Regions from separate parts of the Lactuca sativa genome. Here region 2 is linked to region 1. A link is a contact called in public Hi-C data. All regions are on one chromosome and are shown on one strand. The core of a region is the stretch at or near the end of the contact, and the rest is flanking DNA. Distances in the headings are between cores, read along the strand shown. Region 1 holds the start of LOC111895568. Region 2 holds the start of LOC111909010 (heterogeneous nuclear ribonucleoprotein 1).

Region 1 (6,440 bases), core at 2,921-5,420:
GTTTTGCCATATAGTAAGTTTCCACTGGATTTTTATGACTTTAGACATGATTTGGCATATCACGTAAGCGTAATTCGTGAGATACAAAGCAATTTGAAAGTCATCCAGCTTGGTTAATAGTGTCCGGTGGTATCTATTACAAGAGTTTTCTCATCTATTTTACAACAGTCTTATAAAGACAATTTGGGGACCAAGATTGGAACCTGTTAGAGACATTAAAAAGGCCTTATCATTTCATTATATACTTATAAAGCTTGTATTTTTTCTTGAACCACATTCATTTGAAACTCCCATGTATTTTTTTTCCTTTCACCACATTCATTTGAAACTCCCATGACTTTTCAATTTCGTTCTAATAATTATTATAAGTTGGTTAATAAGGTTAAATAAATATCAAACCTAAAGTGTAATCATATATAAACTAAATTACAATATTAAAAACATATATTGTCTTCTACTTATAAAGTTTGTTTTTAACTTTTAACATATTATACTTAATTTATTAGGTTTAATATGTTGTATGTAAACCATTATCATTTTAAAGCTACAACTTTTGATCAATTTGTATAAAATACTTAAATTGTTAATTTAAATATAACCTTATATGATTAACTTAAATATAAAATTTAGTTCAAATTAAACAACCCAAAAAATATTTTGTAAATAGTTAATAGTGATAAATTATAGTGTCTTTCTAATAATGATTATAAATTGGTTAATAAGGATAAATAAGTATCAAACCTAAAGTGTAATAAAAAAATAAACTAAATTTCAATATTAAAATAATATTTTTACTTCTACTTATAAAGTTATGTCTTTAACTTTAAACATATTATACTTAATTTATTAGATTTAATATGTTGTTGTATGTAAACCATTATCAGTTTAAAGCTACAACTTTTGAACTGTATGGACAAAATACTTAAATTGTTAATTTAAATATAACATTACAGTGTCAACTTCAATATAAATTTCAGTTCCACTTAAAAAAACCCAAAGAATATTTTGTGAATAGTGAAAGTGATAAATTTTAGTTCTAAATGCAGAAACTAAATTGTAATATCAATTCACTAAAATATTTCTAAATATATTTTTATAATCGTTAAAAGTTTTGAAATAAGTAGCTTAAAATAACTTATAATAACAATAGTTAAAGTAACTCTATATAAATTATTATATTGTTATCTTTAAAATAAAAAAAAAATTGTTTGATGTTTTAAATAATTAAACTAATAAAAATTAAAACGTTAACAAATAAATTTTAAAAATGAATTAACAATAACAATAACTATAAATAATGTTAAACCATATATTATATTTAATTTTATTCATGAATAACGCGCAGGTAGATGTCATTCAAAAGATTGAGATTATGCAGTTTTAATAAATGTGTATATATATATATATATATATATATATATATATATATATATATATATATATATATATATATATATATATATATATATAATTCAAAATAATCAATATATTATATCAACTAAGTATACGAATTATTATATCAAATTTAACAACGGCATTATTTTTATATTTAAAAAAAACATATATTTGTAAAGATTTCAACTATATAAATGTTTCTGCGCAACACGCGGGCATTCGCCTAGTTTATTATAAACCTCTTAAAAACTAGTGATTTTGCATTCTATCAGGCGGAATACAATTGGACTGAACAGAACAAGTTCAACCTTTGATCAAGCCCAAATTCAATTGGACTGAACAATGAACACAACAACATGGACCTTTGATGAAGCCCAATAGGACTGATTCTTCAAATTTTATCCACCCTTCACCCCTTATTTTCGTTTATGGCTTCTTTGGCTTCATAAGTAAAAAATAAATAAATAAATAATGTATCACCTCTATCAGAAAAAGATTATTATGTAAGTACTTTAGAAATAGACTAGGATTTGTGTAATCCGTTTAAAAAAAAAAAAAAAGAAATAATAACATTCAAAAGTCTAATATGAATTCTTATGGAGCTGGTTAATATGGATAGCCATTTCAACCTTCAAGTGCATAAAAACGGAATTCAAGATTTTTTTACGTAAAATTTAGAGTTGTAAACTTATTCCACACCATTTTTACATGGATCACTCCAATTAATTTTGTGATATTATTCACTTGTTATAACTATTTTCATTGATACTATTCACTTGTTTTATTTGCAATCCAAAAAAAAAATGAGCTCATCAATTATACTCGTTTCAAATTTATTTTGCACACGAAATACCAAACCCTAAACCCTAAATACAGATGAATCGATAAACATAGCTCATCTAACGAAGAAAAATTAACACAAAAACATGCTCTCAACTAGAGAGCTAACCATATCTACACAAAATACAAATACAAATTTCTCATCCGTATTATGCTATAAATCTTCATCCACAAACTTTACACAAAAGCAACTAAATAAAAATCGACACAAAAGATACACAATATAAGACCGAATTCTTTTGCTAGTTTTGATTTCTAAATAAAAACAAAACAAAAGGACACGTTTGCTTGCGGATATGATGTATCAAACATCTGGAATCCTGATCAAGATCCACTGGGGAAAAGCTGATCAGGACTGAAGATGTCAGACTTTTCCCCCTACCCACCCACCCAGTGAGGTGGGGTGGATCAGATCAGGGTTCTAGTTTCATGGAAACTACCCGTGATTGTCTGTTACGCTTTGCCACCCTCACAAAGACTACAGATAAACAAGATGGGGCCCACCATGGTCGCCGAACCTTTTGCTCCCCCTTCAAGCAAGCCACTAGAGGATCATCAACACAAACCTAATCAATTTCTTTACTACAAAACATTCCAAAAATCGAAACTTTATGCTAATGAGATACCACATTTTAGTATTGTAAAAGCCACCATTCAAGATTATAAAAACTATAATAAAGGAGCTTGTAAGAGCTAAAGAGAAACTAATAAAACATATTATAATAATAATAATAAAAAAAGTATTGCAAGAAAGAAAGTTTAAAAGATATATAACCTTTAATCCTTCTGAGTTCTTTGCATAGCGTTATAAAGTCACCCCATTTCATGTGACAACGTCGAATAAACCTAAGAATTTGTTCTGTTGTAAACATGGACATGCCTTCAAGATACTCTCCATTAACACCATTTTCTTTAAAAGTTTGGCGATACCCTCCAAGATTTATTTCCTCCAACCAAAGCCCAACATCCTGTCACACAAATTTTGTCCACAAAAAAGTCAACCACTAACCCACTAAATGCAATTGCGAAGGCCTTGTTACATATAAAATGGAAATTCGAATGTAAAAGAATGGGATTATGAGCAAAAATAGAAATCAAGAGCAAGTATAGACTATAGAACACAAAGACGTATTGATATGTCTTAATAAATTTGGTAGAATCATCCGAGGACCAAAGGGATGATGGATCAAAATTGGGTGTCATTTAGAATAAATTTGGTTGATTTATGGGTATGGTAGGTATGCTGAATTGACTATTTGATCCTAAGCACATGTGGAGTATCTGTAAAAAGAAACCTCAAACATGATGATGTAATTTGATGCTTTCAGTGAGCATGATTCTGAGAAGGAATGGTACGACTGGAATTATAATTTATCAGAAAGGATGTGTAATTGTGCACAGTTTGTGTAAACCATACAATCGCTTGCAGAAAACGAAGAACATGATCCCAAAAGGGCTCGACAATTTCAATTTCCCTCCCACATTTCTCGATTAAAACAACGAAATGCCCAATTAACACAAAACACAATTGAACCACGAGATCTGTAGATATAAAACAAGAAGTGATTAGGCATACCTCAACCGTCCAAATGAAGAAATCAAGCGGCTCCGGTGGCCGTTCTTTGCTCATCTCACAAAATCTCCACTCCCGAAACAAGAAAACGAACCAACCAAAACCCTACAAAAAGTTTCAAAAGTCAAAATCGCAATTCAGTCGATAAGATCACGAATTGAACGAATCTTGGAATAGAAAACAACAGAATCGAAGAGATTTACCAAGAAAAAGGTGTTCCGATGAGGTTATTGATTCAGTTCATATGATAGCGAGAGAGAACATAATGCCCTTTTTCAGTGTGTGTTGTGTGTGTGAGAGAGAGAAGGAAGAAGGCAAGTTGAAAGCTTGAAAGGATGGTTCTTTGTAGTTTGCACCGAAGCTTGTAGTGTGTGACCCAAAGTCTCTTTTTGTTTGTCAATATTGACATGTGGGCCCACCCTCGTCATTTTGCTTTAGTATTTTCTATTTTGTCACCTTTTTAAATTTTACTTGTGGTCTAGCATGCTTAAACATAATATCAAATCAACTTTTGAAGTTAGAATTTGACTCAAATGCATTCCACTCAAATTTGATCGAACTAAAACTCAAGTCTAAGTATAATACGAATGTGGAACATAGAATTTGTGTCTAAGAGGAGAGACTAATTGTCACAATCTAGCTAAATATTTAATTTTCCTAATCAGACTAGAGGTGTAACTATTAGATGGCCAATGGAAGAAAACTCCATGGGTTTCTCACTTTTCATGTCTACTTTAAGCAGGAGAGGAGAAAGAAAAACAAATGATTTTTAGGGACGGAAAAAATACTAGAATTTCATGTTTTTGCGACAAAGAAATCAAGAGTAAACAGTAAGTAAATCTCTCTTTTACTTGTCTTTATTATTAGGGTTTATGAACCTTAGGTAAAAACCAAGTGTTCGGTTTCATTTTTGTTGAGTTTTTTGGGTTAGATCTAATGGGTTTTATAGGTTACAAAATTATTTGCACAACATATTTTTACATAAACATTTATGGGTACATGCAACCTAGAACTCTGACATTTTCTCAAGTTATAACAACATACTTATTGAACAATCATTTAACCTATATTATATCAAAAATCATATGGTTAGAATACACACCTTTTGTTATAATCAAATATAACAACTCATATATTCAAATCTTCTAAAGTTCTATGGAAAGCGAACAACTAATAGTATGAATGTCTCTAATGGTTCACACTCAAAACCCTAGTTACCAGACAGACAAGTAGAGAAAAGAGATGATGATAAATTCATATTTCTCATCCTATAAGGTATTAACTAGGGCTGGCAATTCTCGACACGACACGCGACACGACCCGCGACACGACACGAAATAAATGGGTTTGGGTTGAGTTTTTCAACCCGCCAACCCGCTAACCCGTCAACCCATCAACCCGTTTATTAAACGGGTCATATATAGGTTTCTCAAAAAATAAACAGGTTGACCCGCCAACCCGTTTATATTCTTAATAAAAAAATATTATATTTTTAAATGTATTTATGTATCAAGTATTAATATTTAATAAGTATTATATAATATATACAATTTATTCATAGACTAGTTGATTGTTTTGACATTATTACTCGTGGTGGATGGTCTAAGGTCATAAGTCGTAACCTATAAGACTAAGTCTGTAACATGTTTCTATGAATGTTTTTAATTTTCATTTGGATGTTTAAGACTTAAATATCTAAAATTTAGACCCACGAACCCAAATCTGACCCACGAACCCGCCAACTTGTGAACCCGTATAAATAAACGGGTTGGTGGGTCATATATGGGTTTAAGTTCCAAACCCGTCAACCCGTGACCCGCCAACCCGTGACCTGTATATTTAAATGGGTCGTGTTTGGGTTGGCATATTTTGACCTGCCAACCCGCCAACCCGCGACACGCCAACCCAAACACGACACGATTGCCAGGCCTAGTATTAACCATGACATTGTGATGCATAATGGTCATATTTATAGTTTAGGTAACTTGCAGATAAATTCGGATTTGAACAATTAAATATTAGAATTAATCCCCAATTTAATTCTTTTCCTTATCAGATGCCAGGAGGCATCCCGAAATCCTAGAAGCCCTTTAGAAACCGTCCATGCATTTAACCATTCTAGAATTGCCTCTTTTGTTATTGAACAATTATAATTCAACACGTGCACATTTAAGTAATTCCAATTAATCCCGAATTAATTTAGAATAATTATGATTAATAATTAATCAATTCCAACTATTTCTAATCAATTTATTAATCATATAATATATTAATAAAATATTTTATCTATCTCTTAAAGTCATTTCTAGATATTTCTAGCTTTTGAAGGTAACCCAAAAAAGGATTTTACTTTTATTGACTAAGACTATACCAATTTAGTTAAGACTTTAAACACCTTAATCAAACAGTCTTCCACTTAAATAAGTCGCCAACTACAATATCAAGTATATGCTTTGAATAACCAATAAAGAGTGCTTTCCATAACCACTACCGAACTCTAATTAAAATCAAATGTTGGCCCTAAGATAAGTGATAAACTATTCCTTCGTTCTTCAAGATATTGTATAGATATGAAACATATATATAAATCAATCTCATAGCCCAAGATTATGTTTCTCGATTTCCGGTTTAT
Region 2 (6,009 bases), core at 2,667-5,166, 480 kb before region 1:
GTATTCGAATCCGAAAAATTCCCCTTGAAATGTTAATCCCAAGTGATCATTGTTAACGACCTTCATGATTGTTAAAATAAAATAATGTATTATGCCTTCCTTGGTAGCATAAAGCATGTTTCTACTTTTTGTAATTTTTACTAAAAGTAAAGAATCTTTAAAACCAAATCAATATTATTTTGGGCGTAATTGATAGAAATAAACCTTTAATTTAAGTTGTGGTGACTCAATAATACATAAAAAATATGGTAAGTAACACACAGATTCGTGTTCAAATCCTAACAACATGCAACAAGGCATGTAGCCATAAAAGTTCGTCTACATTAACTCCAAGACATGAAACATAACATCATGTTCACAACATGGATTAATCAATGCACAAAAGCTGTCTCAAAACCCTTATTAGGGAAGTTTCCAAAACAAAACATAGAAGTATAAATCAAATATTTTTATGCCAATCTTCAAATCCAAGTCTAGAGGCAGAAATTCGTTGGTCACATCAAGCACATAAATGTGTGTGGTCATAGCACCATCCAAACAAAGTCATAACTTCACTAAAAAAAACCAATCTTTCATGTAAATAATAACACCCTAAATCAAAGAAACAACATAGTTCAAGTAACTTATTAATGGGAACCCTAGATGAGTATCCCTCAAATGTTTCACACTAGTAAAACCAACAAGAATCCAGCTGCAATTCTTAGCAGAAACAACAAAAACAAGATCTAAAAACAAAGACAAAGACGGGAGACAAAGATCTAACTACAAGTTTGCAGTTTTTTTTTTCTTTTTTTGTAAAAGAAAACCTAAAACCTTACAAATGAAACTCATATCCTCGATCCCTTTTTATGCATCGCCCGTCTCACCAGAGATGCAAGATGATACACATTTTGACTATACGCCGCAAACTGATTTTACATCTCACTCAAAAAAACAAGACCAAAAATGTAACTCAAATTCAATCCATAAAAGAAAAAAAGAACACGAAAATAACTCGCTTATACGCCTTCTATCTCTAAAAGAGCACTCTACTTATCTCTTCAGAAGATACCCAACTTTTTTTTTAATTTTTTTTTAAACTTTAAAACGTGTGCTAACATGGGGATACACCAAACTTCCATCTACTATAGCATATTTTTGAACTCCAAACTAGCCAGCAATTCCTGTACCAAAAAAAAAATGGTGAAATTAGTTTATCATTAAAAGATTTGTTTAATCCATTATAAAGTTTTTAGCTTGAATGATATTTTAACCAACCAATACCCTTGGCAAATATGGGTTTGAATCTTTTTCCTCTTTTATTACATGAGAGAATTACAAATCCTTATTTCTTGATCAAAATCTTGAATTTACCCTCTTTTTTACAAGAAAATACCCTTGGAAGCTTAAAGAAAAGAAGTAGAACCATAACTTGATGTAAAAAGATTCAATCTTTAAAGTTCTTGATCTTCTTCTATAGCTAGCATTTTGATTTTATAGGATCCCATAGTTATTTTCAAAGTATTTTTTAGTTCTATATCAAATATCCATCAAGATTCAAGATTCATGAGTAATTTAAACAAAGAATAAGATAGTGAATTCTTGATACCTCTATTTGGGTGTCGTTTGGCAACACTATAACCAACATAACCAGGAGAAGTTTTAGCCTCAGGGCCATCACCACCAATTCCATACCCACCAAACGAACCCGACCCCTCTTGCTCACTATTCCCTGACCGCCAAGTCGGGTCACCACCATACACGGAGCCGCCACTCCCACCGCCACCACCACCATAAAACTCGGAGAAAGGCCCTTCAAAACCACCATTCGCCACCCCACTACTAGCAACATTTCTACCATAACCACCACCACCACCTCCTAAACCAAAACCACCATCACCACCACCTCCACCATACCCAAGATTCCCACTAGAAGAATTCCCACCACCACCACCACCACCAACACCGCCACCTCCACCACCAACAACCGGAGATGAACCCCAATTAAGACCAGAATTCCCGAAAATACCCCCGCCAATACCCCCACTCCCCGACCCAACATAACCACTTGAACCACTTGAATTTGACCCGTAATTAAACCCTCCATTACCCCATAAATTCCTAGGAGTCGAACTGAAAAAAGAAGTATTCCCTCCATTCCCACCATTTCCACCATTCAAAGCATTCACACCATCAAAACTAATGGGACCCACAAACCGATTTGAACCCCCTACAAAATAAGGACTCATTCCTCTTCCATACCCTAAACTCCTATTGTAATTAGGGCTACTCATACTCATACTTGGTTCAAAATTTAACCCCATTCCAAAATTTGCAAACCCACTTCTAGGAATTTGACTGAATCTACCATCATAGGGTCCATGGGTATACCCGTTAAAAAGGTTACCGGTTCGACCCAATCCATACGGGTATCCACCAAGCATGGTGCGATTAGGGCTAGGTGAAAGTTCTTTAGGGACAGCTCGTTTGACCTCAACCATTTTGCCATTGAGTTCATGGAAAGTTTTTAGGAGTACTTTGTCTACAGCTTCTTCTGAATCATAAGTTATGAATCCAAATCCTCGTGGTCTTTGTGTGTTATGATCGTACATCACCACAACGTCTGTAATTGTCCCGAATTGCTCAAAGTATCTCTTGAAATCGGTTTCAGTGACTGTTGAAGCTAACCCTCCTACAAATATCTTTCTAGTTCGATTTGGATTAGGTGAACCTTGAATGCTACCGCTGTTTCTACTCATTGTGGTTTGATCGTCTCTTGGAACGGCTTTTTTTGCTTCGACCTGGTGGAAATTTGAAGCTTTGTGTTCAGAATGATGGAGAGATTGAGTAAGAAAAGGAATTGGAGAAATTATTACCATTCTGCCATCGATGTTGTGTTTCTCTTTGATAACTCGTTCAGCGACTGCGGGATCGGAGAAGACGACGAAACCAAAACCACGGGCACGTCCGGTGGTGTGGTCTTTCATGATTACGGCTTCCAAGACCTCACCGAAGCTACTGAAATATTCCTGGAGGCGTTCTTCGTTTGTATCCCATGATATCCCGCCGATGAATAGCTTGCCGAGATCCGATTGCATTTTCTATACAACAAAATTAATCGATCAGCAACGTGAATTTCTTCGATAAAGCTTTTAATCGGAAAAGGGTTTGAACAATTTTCAACATAGCGTAGATATTGGTGCGAAATTGGTTCCGGAATGATCGAGAATTCTCATTGCAATTAAGAATTCGATTCACCTAAAAATTTCAAGTTTATGAAGCGAAAATGCAGATCAAACAAACATAGATTAAAAGCAATATACCTTAATTTTAAGTTACACAGAGATTAATACGCCTAATATAAAATGGGTATTATCGGATTCAATCAGGAAAACATCGGATCCCTCGATGGCGACCAATCTAACACCAATTCAGGTCCTCCTGAAAAGGGGTTGCACAGATGAAGGAAATCAATCAATCTAGAAACACACTTTTAGCAAAAAATTAAAAAAAAAATTATAAAATAAAAAAAATCAAATCGAATACAAAAAACAAAGCCGATTAAAGAAATACCCAGATGACAAATCTCGAAACGATTAACAATTAAGATCTGAGAGGAGGAGCAATTAGAACCGAGGGCACGTTCATCCTCCTCGATACTGCCCCTCCGTTTTTGTAGGTTGTTCAGATTTCAATTTCGATTTCAGAATAATATGTCCTTTTGAGAAAGAAATCTTGATGTGAGCTTCTCTCTTCTTCTTTGTATTGTATGTATAAAATGGAAGATGTAGAAAAAAAGATCAAATTTCTATAATTAATTGGAATGATGAATATATGCGGTAGTGTGTGTGAGAGAGAAAAGAGGGGAAGAGAGAGAAAAGAAAAGGAAAAAAGAGAAATAATTTTGGGTGTTTGATCTGATAAATGGAAGGAGTGCATCTCCTCCAATTCGATCCTTATATACTTATTGGGAAAATCCTTTGGTACTACAATCCCATGTATCAGTCTTATGTACATGCATATGGCATAAGCACAGCGTATGGTCATGATGATGGTCATGTAGCAATGTTTGCGACATTTCAGCTGGTAGAGATGATTGATGGACGGTTGAGATCACTTTGTTCGTGGGATTTTACTTTTGTGTTGTGTCTACAATTTGACTTAAATTTCATTTATATTTATTAAATTGTATTTTGTATATTTGATTTGATACCGAAGCATTATATAAAGATAGGATTATGGAATAATCAAGAAAAATTACCATTGTTTTAAATTAGATTTGATAATTTTATAAGAAAAATTTGTACATTGTCAAAATAACCAATATAAGGAATCAAAGTTCTAAAACATATAATCTTATATCTTATATTTTATACTATATTATAAATCATATTAATCGTATCTTAAATTTTAAGAGGTATCAACTATAATTTTTTTTGTTTAATACAATATTCTAGAGCTCAGAGCCAAGCCGTTGTCGGTTATTGAGTGTTTTTTTAATTATAACTATTTTTTATTCATTCATAAACCAAACTAAAGGTTTTGGAAAAACATTACATGTTGTGAAATTAACTTTAGACCGCGTGAGAGTTCTTTTTTGTAACTTTAGTAAGATTTATTAAAAAATTGGTTAGTTTTTGCAAGTATATTGTTAGTTTTTTTTTTTATTTAGTTTTTGTAAGTATGACAATATAGTGTAAAAACCGGTGGAAAACTTGGAAAAATAAAGAGGTTGTCACGTGATGTATGTCAAGGATCAATGGCATTGCAATAAATCTTAAATATTTACCTTTTACTAATGAGTAAAAAACTTGGGATTAAAGTGTTTATTTGTATTTATTACAGGAAGTTGTTGCGTATTTTTTTTACGGTAGTGGTAGTTTAAGTCTTGAAGGATTAAAACATATCAAATCCAAGAAGTTTCATGAATGAATGTTGGTTATGCATCACTCCCAGATCCAACATGGTTCAAATGCTTTTTATTTTTGTACATCATGGGAATATTTCAAAGAGTTTGTTTAAATATTAGTAAGAAAATCGATGTTTTACTTGAAATGGACAAACAACGGATTATAATTGTTGCATTTTTCGATTATTGTAGAAAACTCATATCATGTTGTTTTGGCTTTGAACCTTTGATTTTTGAAAGCATAAGTTTCTATAATAGACGACACACACCGAGGACTAAAATGATATTTCTAGACATATATCATATGTGAATTTACTATTTATTTTAGTGATATTGTATGAAGAATGAGGTTTAAAACATGATAAAATATTTAAATAGACTCATAACATGCAATATGAATAACTTAAATGTTTGTGATCTATCTTATAATGACCATGGCATCAACATTAACTTTAATTTTGTAATTTAACATTTAATGACCATGACATCAAACATAATTTTGAAAAAAAAAATTGTTTGTAACAAAAGTATATTGTTTTTTGTTGCTTTTATAAGACCATGGCATGTGACCTAATAGCAAGTTAAAGCAAATTGTTTTTTTTTTTTAAGTTTGCAACAAAGAACATCGTTATATCTTGAAGTTCATGCTAATTTTTGTTGGATTAGGTGTCTAATCTCATAACTATTATTGGTATATACTTGATTTGATAAAAGCACAAATCATTTTCGGTTACCTTCACTCTTGCAACTTGACAGGATGAGTTTTGGAGAGAAGATGAATTTATTATTTGGAATAATAAATTGATATGAATGATTTATAATATGTTATGAGAATAATATATTAATTATAGTTCATGTGATTTAATTAATATTCTATCAGAAATTAATTTGGAATTAATTTTAGGATTAAAGGAATTAATTAAAAGTACAAGGGTTGTTTTGCAAATCATTGATAGCTGTGAAACTGGGCTCTTGGACTCCTTAGATAGGAGTGGACGAAAATTATAGGGAGGCCCTATAAGTTTTCGTCTAAAGGCCTTCTAGAAGAGGTGTTCATGGGTTGCTTAGGCCTTAAGCAGTAAATTAGGGTTTCCTCCTGCAAACCCTAGCTTTGGGACTAA

The links. A called contact is a pair of places that touch in the nucleus more often than the background predicts.
Region 2: a Hi-C map of leaf shows a contact between it and region 1, with 7 times the contacts expected there. The contact joins the promoter of LOC111909010 here to the promoter of LOC111895568 in region 1. A contact is called at or near these places in 2 of 4 Hi-C or Micro-C datasets (both in leaf).

What each region holds. Positions count from the first base shown.
Region 1 is chr9:190,433,086-190,439,525 of Lsat_Salinas_v11, reverse strand. It overlaps LOC111895568, which reads right to left and starts at 4,170. Exons shown (of 4, transcript XM_023891656.2): 1 at 4,012-4,170; 2 at 3,812-3,913; 3 at 3,011-3,203; 4 at 2,309-2,779. The coding sequence starts at 3,865. The coding sequence ends at 2,649.
Region 2 is chr9:190,915,653-190,921,661 of Lsat_Salinas_v11, reverse strand. LOC111909010 (heterogeneous nuclear ribonucleoprotein 1) reads right to left here and starts at 3,916. Exons shown (of 5, transcript XM_023904807.3): 1 at 3,553-3,916; 2 at 3,303-3,420; 3 at 2,856-3,080; 4 at 1,589-2,780; 5 at 597-1,163. The coding sequence starts at 3,077. The coding sequence ends at 1,150.